Regions from separate parts of the Mus musculus genome. Here region 1 is linked to region 2. The links are chromatin contacts, called in public promoter capture Hi-C maps. All regions are on one chromosome and are shown on one strand. Each heading gives the region's core, a stretch centred on a gene start, on an enhancer-like site or on the middle of the called end of the contact. The rest is flanking DNA. Distances are from core to core; before and after follow the strand shown. Region 1 holds the start of Tnks1bp1 (tankyrase 1 binding protein 1). Region 2 holds the start of Serping1 (serine (or cysteine) peptidase inhibitor, clade G, member 1).

Region 1 (5,093 bases), core at 518-3,017, 280 kb before region 2:
GGGTGTGAGAGGGGGCAAGTCTTCTTTCCCAGCATCCTCCTTCCCAGACTCTTGGGTAACGTCTCCTCCAGCGGTTGCTTCAGCTGAAGGCCTTGGTGCAAACGGGAGGGGACGCTTGCTGACCCCATAGGGCTGAGGTCCTGCCAGCATGTTCATCTTCCGGGCAGAAGGCAGCTCAGCCAGGGGACCCCGAGGAGGGCGAGGCCCAACAGGCACCAGGAGGCTGGGTTTGGCAGGCAGAGCTGGCTTGCTGGGCAAGCCCCGGGGTTTGGGCTTGACAGGGGGCTTGGCTCGTGGGTCACCTTCGGAAGGAAGGATTCATTAGGAACTGTCAGAAGAACCATGAGACATAAATTCTTGTGACTCCTGCTGCACCGAATCTTCCACACTCCAACCTTGGAACCCATCGTTCTAGGTGCAAGTCAGTACCGCCTGTTCCAGGAAGGCTTCCTTGGTTTTTCACATCCCATTATATAGCCTACCTTCTCCAAACTCCTACAACGTGGGCTTTGACCCCTTATCCCTCTAGCATCCTATTTTGCTCCTAACACAGGTTCCTATCGAATGAATGAATGGAGCAGATAAGCATACCCACTTGCCTGGCCTCACCATACTGTCAGCCTGGGAACCCGATGGAGCCCTATTTCTTTACACCACATTTCCATAGTGAAGTTTTGACCCTAGCTGAGCTCCCCTTGTACACCCTGCTGCACCTCTTCCTCTTGCCACCTCAGTCATCCAGTTCATTATCAGGAATGCAAGCTTTCTATTGACCTATGTCAAACAGAAGTAAATCTGCCACAGGAAGGAAGAAGGAAAAAAAAAAAAAAAAAACAAGGGCAGAAATCCACCTTCTATATAAGGCATTGTAATGCCAAATAAAAGACCTTGGGAATTACTCACGGCCACAACCTTCTATAATAGAATCTTGTATCACCCACTCATTCAGCTAAGCATTTAAAAAGTCTAGACAGGGAGAAAGAAGGGCACTCCATTCTCCTTCTGTGCCTCAGTGTCTCCTCCTCCAAGGCTCCCTGGAGTTGTCTCAAAGGCTCTGCTTCCATACCGGCTGGGGCTCTACCTCACTCCCACCAGATGCCAAGGCCCGTGAGCACTCATTTCAGACTCACTGCCTCTCACCTCCACTGTCACTCCAGCTACCTGCCGGGACGGAAGAGGGGTGCAGCCTCCACCCCACCCCCGGCCCTCCTCCCAGCCAACGGCCCCACCCTGCACCCAGCACCCATTGGTACCTGGCTCGGAGCCAACAGGCGCCAGCTCCTCCTCCATATCCTGGGGCAGTGGGGAAGCCATGGCTGTGCCTTCCCTGAGAGTGGATCCTTTCATCACATAGGGCACACCCTGCCTGAGAAATAGGAAGCAGTGTGAGCCGGCCGAAGTGACTGAAGACCCAGGGAAGGGAGAGGTGGAGAAGGGAAAGCTGAGAAAGGCAACAGGCTTAGCCAAGGAAGTCTATTTCTAACCCAGGCAGTGTGGGACAGGAAGAGCGAACTCCAGGGGGAGGCCGGGAAGGTTCCCACAGCCACATCCTCAACTCTTGACACGACTCTCCAACCCTTGGCTCTGAACCTCAGTGATCCAGCACAGGAGGGAGCCACCTCCACCCACACCACCCCCAGGATCCGTCCTGTGATACCCTACTTACAGCTCCTGAGGCAACCCTCTCGGGTCAGGGAGCCCCACTAGAGGTGTCCACTCTGAGCGGAGCAAGAAGGCCAGAAACTCTCAAGTCTCTGGAATCACCTCATGGGACGGGAAAAACCCGCTCCTCCCCAACCTGGGGCTCCGCCCCACAGCCGGCCCCCCTCTTCCCATTCTCCTCCCTCCCTCCACGGCTGGGAGTGGCTCCCTACCCCCCCCCCATTCTCCTTTCACATCCCTGCCCCCCTCCAGCACTCAAGAGCTGTCTCATCCAAACACAGGGACATAAGAAATAAAAAGTAAGCATCTGGAATACATTTTTTTCCCTTTAATTTCTCAATCGTTTTGGCTTCAGCTTGGAATTTGATGAGGTAAAGCCAGGGCCTAGTCCTGTTACCATAGCAATGGCCTCCCACTGGATTTCCAGGGCCTAGCCAAGGGGAAGGAGGAGCCGGCCCAGGATGGGCAGGGAGGACAGACTGGGCTTGATTGCTTGTGGGGTGGGGGGTGTAACTGAGAGGAAAACTCCCTGGGGTTGCCCCTTCCAGGACAGTCAGGGAGGGACCTGCAAAAGCCTGTGACATAGGAATGGGTGTGCACCCTAAAGGAGTTTTGAGGGGTCAGAAGAAACTAAACCAGATGATAGCCACATGGTAGTAGCCTGTGCCAGGAGCCTCTGGAGCTGATATTGTAAGATCTAACAACTAAATGGGTCTGTCACTTCAGAGCTGTGCGACTAGTCTAAGGCATACTGCTTAAAAAAAAAAAAAAGTATTAAATGAGTTTCAAGTCAAACAATGCATGCAAAATACCAAGCCTGGAAGTGGTAAGTAACAGTTGGCCATTATTAATGTGACTCCATTCAGTGTCTCCCATGAGCTAACTAGCATCCTTGGTAACCACCTCTACCTACCTCTCCCCCTACCGTAGGCTGCGTCTCTAGACCATTCCTTCATGTCCCCCCCACCTCAAATTCTTCAGGCCTTCCACCCCCTCAGTTCCCACCCTGGCTGCTGAAGCACCCTCCCACTCTCAAGCCCCCCCTCCGGCTCTGGTGGTGACTAGTGAACACTGCTCCTCTGGTTCAAGAGCAAGGGAGACATGCCAAACACATGGAATGCACAGAGCCCTGGAGGGCAACCCAACCCTCTCCAACCTCAAGGCTCCCCTCCCACTCCAGCTGCTCTGAGAAGACAGTTCTCAATTCTAAGAGACCTGTGGTGCCCAGCCTTTGCAAAAGATGTCCCCATCCGCTTGACCCTGTCCCAGCTTATTTAAAGAGGGTACAGACAGTAACTCCGTCAATGTCAAAAGGCTGATCAGCCAACTACCAGGGGCTGTTTTCCTTGTATGTGGGTGAATAACGCTTGAAGGCGGAGAGATGACAGAAAAATTAAATTAAATTAAAAATATATACAAGATTGCTTGCTTGTCCTTGAACATTATTACAAGGGATATGGTGAAGGTGGTTAGAAATGGAGAAAAACTAGTCCAAAACAGAAAAACCCTCTCACCTGCGGTTGAGATAGGGGCTTGATGGACACCTCTGAGGTTAGAAAGAGCTGCAGAGATGAAAACAGGCTCCGAGTCCCCAACAGGGGAGGCGGTTACAGTACACAGGCCCCAGCCAGGAGCCCCAGGTAACCAAGGCCATGTCCATAAGCTGCAGAATCGCAGTACCTCAAGAACTCCCCACTCTTAGTGGTCTAGGGAAATCAGGCAGCCCTGGGAGTAGAGGCTGCCCCCAAAGAATGGAAAGGAGCTATGTAGCCCCAGCCCTGGACAGACACTCAGAAGGGCCTGAGGGCAAGCAGGGTCGTCCCTAAAGGTCTACCACTGGATGTTCAGCTAGTGCGATCAGGAGGGCTAAGTGTTGGAAGAGGGGGGCCAACAGGAAGATGGAACAGCCCAGGGCAAGGGGCTGTTTGGAGGGCCTCCGTGGGGAGCTTACGGACACCGAGCGGCTAGCCGAAGAGGAGGAGCAGACGAGGGTGGAGAAGGAGGGGGCGGCAGCAGCGGAAGACTGAGCGAGATGCCAAGCAGCCCTCGAAGGAACAGACGGAGGACTGACGACGAGGACTCGGTGGGGGCGGCCTAGCGTGGATGGGGGCGTGCCGTGGGAGCTAGGGAAGGGGGCCGGTGAGGGCAAGGAGGGGGTCCCTCGAGCAGCTCCGCCCGCCCCCGGCCCCGCCCCACCCTCGCCTCTCCCCGCTTTCTTCTGGCTCACTGCACGGACGCCTTCCACCCCCGCACACACGCGCCAGCTCCGCAGCGCCCGAGCGCCCCAGGCCCTCGCAAACTTTCCTGGTGACCCCCTCCCACCGCTGCCGCCCCAATCTAAGGTCCCGGCTGCTAGGCGCCGGGTTCTTTCCATGCCCTTCCCCGCCCCCATCCCCAGACCCCGCCTCCTCCGGCTGCCGCGCACTCACGCGCTCCCCCGGGACCGGCTCCACTCAGCGAGGCACCCCGACGCCAGTGACCGCTGCTGCCGCCGCCGCCACCGTCACCGCGGGACCGAGCCAGTGCAAGCCCCGGGGCCCCTCCCCTCGCTCCGCCCAGAGACACGCCCCCATGTTGCTCATGAATATTCATATAGGAAACCGGGAGTAGGAAAACGAAGCTGAAACAGAGTCGGGCGCACCATATGCAAACAAGCACAGATCCCACATAATTATTCATGACCTTGTAAATGAGGGGCCGGTCCTGATTCAGATTTAGGCGAAACTGACGCAATTTTACCCCAGCGCCACCGAGATGACTGCCTAGAGAGGAAACCGCCCTGGACAGCTTTCCCTGAGCCTACACTGATTACAGCACCATAGAGCGCGGGCAGCACGAAGGGAACTGTTGGCGGACTGAAGAGTCTTCCTGTTACACCTGAGCCTCCTGAGAGCGGCAAACGACGTGGCCACCCCCACGTGGATAAATTCTGATTGAGAGCCGCTGTGACAAGTGGGGTAGTTTTTTCCCTCCTGTTATGTCTCCTTTAAGATCTTTTAAATACAGTTACCAAACACAAAGTGGTGTAGCCCTCCCTTGCCAGAATCTTCTTACACTTAACTTCACAAACATGCACAACTCATTTTCTACAATCCTCCTGACTCAAGTTTCCACTCTACGCTAGAAAGTCGATCCTCATTCTATTATCTCAAGCCTTGTAAGACCCTGACTCATAAGGTGATTTTAAAAGGAGCTCAGAGCCGCCGCCGCCGCCCCCCTCTGTTGGCTAATGGAGTGGAGTGAACTATGAGAGGCTTCCTAATCAGATCAGTACTCATTTCTTGACTCTCATGTGGCACAGTTCCCCAGACAAGGGTGAAAACCAATGCTTGTCCGGCTGGAAAGGACACGATGTACCTGGAGACTTGCTTCCCAGCTGGGCAGGCAGGAGGGCCCTGCCGGTCAGGGAAGGTAAACACCACATGCAAATT
Region 2 (5,246 bases), core at 313-2,812:
AAGAAATTATCTTACTCTGAAACCAATTTTCTATACTAGTTATGTCAAGTCTCTGTGACCAAAATGCCTGACATAGGCAACTTCAGAGCTAAAATGTCAAGTCTGCTTCATAGTATCAGAGGGATTCAGTGCCTCATTAAAATACAAATAATAAATACCTCATTTAAGATGTGATCAATGTTAGTACTTACTTCCTGGGTGTTATGAGAGTTAATGGCAGGGCAAACACAAAGATGTAATAACTCAATGAATGTATTGACTTTTAGTGTAGCTCACCCACTTCCCAGAATCCTCAGCTCCTCATGCCTCAAGGCCATCAGTTGGAGCCTGGGGTACAAAGTAGAATTTGCCTGCAGCTCTGAGATTATGGAAACTCCCTACAGTTTAGCAGCTCCTGGAGTGGTTACAGAAAATGAAGCAGCCGGGCGTGGTGGCGCACGACTTTAATCCCAGCACTCGGGAGGCAGAGGCAGGCAGATTTCTGAGTTCAAGGCCAGCCTGGTCTACAGAGTGAGTTCCAGGACAGCCAGGGCTATACAGAGAAACCCTGTCTCGAAAAACCAAAAAAAAAAAAAAAGCACAGAGCGAGGTAGAAGACTTTTCTAAGGTCCGAGGGAAGATATGAATGCTCTCCTCTCCTTGAGTATCGGATCTCCAGCTACAAACAAACTTTCCCGAAAGAGGCGAAGGCAGGAAGGGTCAGGCCTACAGTTAGACAGTCGCAGAACTTCACAAGCTACAGCGCGTTTCCAGGGAGAACAGCCTGCTTTTGCAGAAGACGTTTGATCCAAAAAAAAAATTCAGACTGCTCAGTCAAATTTGAATTTTAGATACAAAACAAATGGCAAAAAGTTTTATCACCAGCATATTACAAGATTGCATGGAATTTACTTAAAATTCAAGTCTAACTGGGCTCCTCCTTGCCAGGGTCTCCCACAATAGGCCTATGGTGACAACTCAACCACAAAGACATGTACCTCAGAATTTGGTCTTTTGGTTTGGGGGCTGGTTTGGGGTTAATGTTCTGTTTCGGTTGTTGGTTTTTGTGGTTGTTTTGCTTTGTTGTGCAACTAAGGGGTTGAAGCCAGGGCTCGGCTGGAAACTGGAGCCGGTGATTACGTGTAGGAATGGGGAAGATCCAGCAGCCATTAGGTTTTTAGGAGATTCGGGCCCAAGGCTGGCATATCTCCAAATGAGAGCAATGGAAGGCCATTTAACTACTTCTAAGGCTTGGCCTATTTCTAAAGGCTTGCTTTACCCATTAATCTCAAAAAGCTCATCCATTGTCAAACCTTAGGCACGTTGTGTGCTTCTTCTGCCTTTATCTTGATCCACAAAACACTAAGATCACTAAGAGCGTCACTCAAGCTTCCTTATCCCAACCGGTCACATCCTACCCCATTCCAAGAGGAACTCCGGGCTAACTGGCCCACAGTTCGAGACTCGTCCCATCCGTCCCATCCGGATTTACAGGAACTCACACTAGCAATCAATCATCCTTAATTTTTAACTGGGCTGTGTCCTAAACCAGCCAATAGCTGAGAGTGCCCCCCCCCCACACACTGATTCTCTGCGACTGTCTGCTCAGTCTGTCCTGAAGCTGCCTAGTGACCAAGAACTTGGACCAGGTTTGGTAATAGGGGGCTTTGGGAGGAACACAAAGTTAAAGAGGGCTTGGCAGGGAGATCTCCAGCCTCCTTATCCCGTTTGTTATTTCTGTAGTTTCCATACACTTGATTCTACTTGAGCTTTCCTCCTCCTCCTCCTCCTCCTCCTCCTCCTCCTCCTCCTCCTCCTCCTCCTCCTCCTCCTCCTCCTCCTCCCCCCTCCCCCTCCTCCTCCCTCAAAGCTGTGAGCTGTGCTGCCCAGCTCGCCCTGGCCTCCTCCTGCAGCCTCTGGCTTATTGTTCTGTTAAGCGGAGCAGGGAGATTGAACAGATGGGCCGAGACCTGGGCGTGAAGGGAGAGAAGGGCCAGCCGGTGCCGGGAAAGCGAAGCGGTTTGGGGAAAACAAAACAGAGGGCGGAGACAGAGAGAAGGTTGCCCCAGAGGGAGGAGGAGAGAACACACCCTGGAAGGGTCGAGGCCTGGAATGGAATGGGGGCGGGCCCGGGAATGGGGTGGACCCCTGAGCTCCTAGGCTCCAAGGCTGGCTCTGAGGCTAACTGGCTTCGTAGGACGCAGCTGACATCGCTGCCCAGATGGCCTCCAGGCTGACCCCACTGACCCTCCTGCTGCTGCTGCTGGCTGGGGTAAGTGGTCCCCCTGTGAGGGGGTGGGGTGGGGGTAGGAGTGAGAATTAACTCTTCAGGTCTTGGTGAAGGAGGGAAGCCTCTCCAGGGAATCTTAAGTTCGAGTCTTGAACTAGCGTTAGACCAGGGTCTAGAGGGACTGGGTTGTCTATTGGAAGGTTCGTTAGCTGAATGACCTTGGGCAGGACCCTTTTCTGGGCTTCCTTAATCCACTATGTAAAAAGGAGAATACATAGACCCATCAGCCAGGCTTAGATGGGTCATAGAAGGGAAGATGAAGAACAAGCCCAAGTTGTGAAAAACAGACACCCTCCACCCCTGGTGCTGCTGTGATGGTCTCTTCTAAGCTAGGGTCTGTAGAAAGCGGGATGCAAGGAGGAAAGCTAGCAGACAGACCTGGACCCGCACCACGGTTAAGAACACTGTGGTCCCGGTAGCCAAGTAGGACAGGGATAACAAGTCAACTAATGAAAACTGTGAGCGCTTGCTTACGGTGGATGAGCAGTGGACTATGCTGGAAGCTGGCATCCTGGGTGACACTGGGTAAGGAGCTAGTTAGCACATAACGTCTAGTTAAGCAAGGGATCTGGATTTTACACACTTTCCTTCCCACTTCTGAATATACTGCCACATAAGGAGATTCTCCTGTCTCCACTTCCCAAAGGCCCAGAAGACAGGGGTTACCTAGCCCCCACTGTCTCTTCCTTTCCTTTTGGAATACTAATTGTTTTCAGTTCCCACTGGTGCACTGCATTCACTCTTGGAAAATCCACAGTCCTAAAATAAGACTCACAATTGCACTAGTCTGGCAAGTGAGTCAAAACAAATTGATATTTACAAGAAAACAGCTACTTGCACGGCGGTCACTGGACACAGATAACTGATAACCAAAATCAGAATTGCCTCGTATCTCCTGCAGAGAATTCCCCCAGCATTGCCTATTTCTGAAGGAATTGTGGGGTTGGTCCAAGGTTTCACCTGCCAGGTTATACCAGGAGCAACTGGGATGATATGTTCCAATCATCTCTTCTTGCTTGGAATGGTTGAGGGAACTGTGGCTCACCAGGAAATGAAACACTGCTTCTTGAACCACAGGATAGAGCCTTCTCAGATCCCGAAGCTACCAGCCACAGCACCCAGGATCCACTGGAGGCTCAAGCGAAAAGCAGAGAGAGCTTCCCTGAAAGAGATGACTCCTGGAGTCCCCCAGAGCCTACAGTACTGCCCTCTACCTGGCCAACAACCAGTGTAGCCATCACAATAACAAATGACACCATGGGTAAAGTAGCCAACGAGTCCTTCAGCCAGCACAGCCAGCCAGCTGCTCAGCTACCCACAGATTCTCCAGGACAGCCCCCTCTGAATTCTTCCAGCCAGCCCTCCACTGCCTCAGATCTTCCCACCCAGGCTACTACTGAACCCTTCTGCCCGGAGCCGCTTGCTCAGTGCTCTGATTCAGACAGAGACTCCTCAGAGGCAAAGCTCTCAGAGGCTTTGACAGATTTCTCTGTGAAGCTCTACCACGCCTTCTCAGCTACCAAGATGGCTAAGACCAACATGGCCTTTTCCCCATTCAGCATTGCCAGCCTCCTCACACAGGTTCTTCTTGGTAAGACTCTGACTTCTGTCCAGGCTGTAAGGGGGACGCTTTCATGGGGATCACCAACCACAGACCTTCTGCGAGGCTGTGCCTCCAGAAAGAAGCTGTAAAATGGGCTACATAGTAGGGGTGATAGGCCTTCACTCTTGAACATGGTTTCATTTAACAGTGATTTAATTAGGTACTATTACTTATATTTTTGGTTGTGAGCTTCACCTTTAATGACTGAGCTATCTCTCTGGCTTGTACAATTGCTTATAAACTAAACCCCTATGGATTCATTAATGATATATAAAATAAGGTCCCAGTCACCAATCATGGTTCAAAGCAATGGAAGGTACTAAGAGATGAAATCCCCAGAGATAGACCTAAGATAGAATCACATGATACACTTTCTAGCTACGAAATCGTGGACATCACTTAACCTCTCTTGACTGTGGCTTATTACCACAGTCATGTAGGGAGGTGAAAAGCCTCTGTCTTCAGGAGAGTGACTCATCTGGGAAAAGGCAATTACCAATTACCACAGGCAGTGGAGAGAGAGGTATGACACTCGTCATACCCCAACAAGGAAAATTCCAGAAAGACTCCTAGAGACTGCACGTACAAGATCCCTTCTCCTGACATCCCCAAATCCTAATGTCCCACCATAGCTGGTAGCTCCCAACTCTCCAGGCATGATAACTAGACTGTCCTCCTCAGACAGCCTCAAAGTCTCCTGGGAGGTCCTTTCTAGCCAGTTGGTTTCAATACATTAATTTTAGCTGGAATCTTGCATTCATCTTTCATTTATTAGCTCTGTGGCATTAGATACATTAGTAACATAATCCCTGAAATTTCAGGGTCCTCCTCTATATAATAAGAACATGAGTATCCTGTGCAAACGGTTTGTAACAATTTAATAAGGTAGCATAGGAGAGGTATTGGAATACCTGGAGTAGAAGAAATGCTCTCGACAAATTTTAGCTGTTATAACAGAGAGGATGTGTACAGTAAGTGCTTAATAATGAATAACATCTGTCCTCTTGGGCTGGTGAGATGGCTCAGTGGTTAAGAGCACTGACTGCTCTTCCAAAGGTCCTGAGTTCAAATCCCAGCAACAACATGATGGCTCACAACCATCTGTAATGAGATCTGACTCCCTCTTCTGGAGTGTCTGAAGACAGCTACAAAGTACGTACATATAATAATAAATAAATAAATCTTTAAAAAAAAAAAACCTGTCCTCTTTGATCATAGTGGTCAAATGCCTCTGCTTGTAGGATGACCCTTTGTAAATCCGAACCATCTAAATCAAAGTTAATGTGGAAGTGGCTAGAAAGATGGATGGGATGTGCAGAGGTAGAGAATCAGGAAAGGAGAATAGACCAAGTCCTGGAAAAGTCTATTGGGATG

What was found. Capture Hi-C pulls out chosen DNA fragments and counts their contacts.
Region 1: a contact with region 2 is called in a promoter capture Hi-C map of adipose tissue. The contact joins the promoter of Tnks1bp1 here to the promoter of Serping1 in region 2. A contact is called at or near these places in 2 of 39 promoter capture datasets (both in liver) and 1 of 9 other capture datasets (adipose tissue).

The regions. Positions count from the first base shown.
Region 1 is chr2:85,047,134-85,052,226 of GRCm38.p6, reverse strand. It overlaps Tnks1bp1 (tankyrase 1 binding protein 1), which reads right to left and starts at 1,767. Exons shown (of 12, transcript NM_001081260.2): 1 at 1,667-1,767; 2 at 1,254-1,366; 3 at 1-302. The coding sequence starts at 1,347.
Region 2 is chr2:84,771,745-84,776,990 of GRCm38.p6, reverse strand. It overlaps Serping1 (serine (or cysteine) peptidase inhibitor, clade G, member 1), which reads left to right and starts at 1,562. Exons shown (of 8, transcript NM_009776.3): 1 at 1,562-1,628; 2 at 2,177-2,251; 3 at 3,347-3,860. The coding sequence starts at 2,201.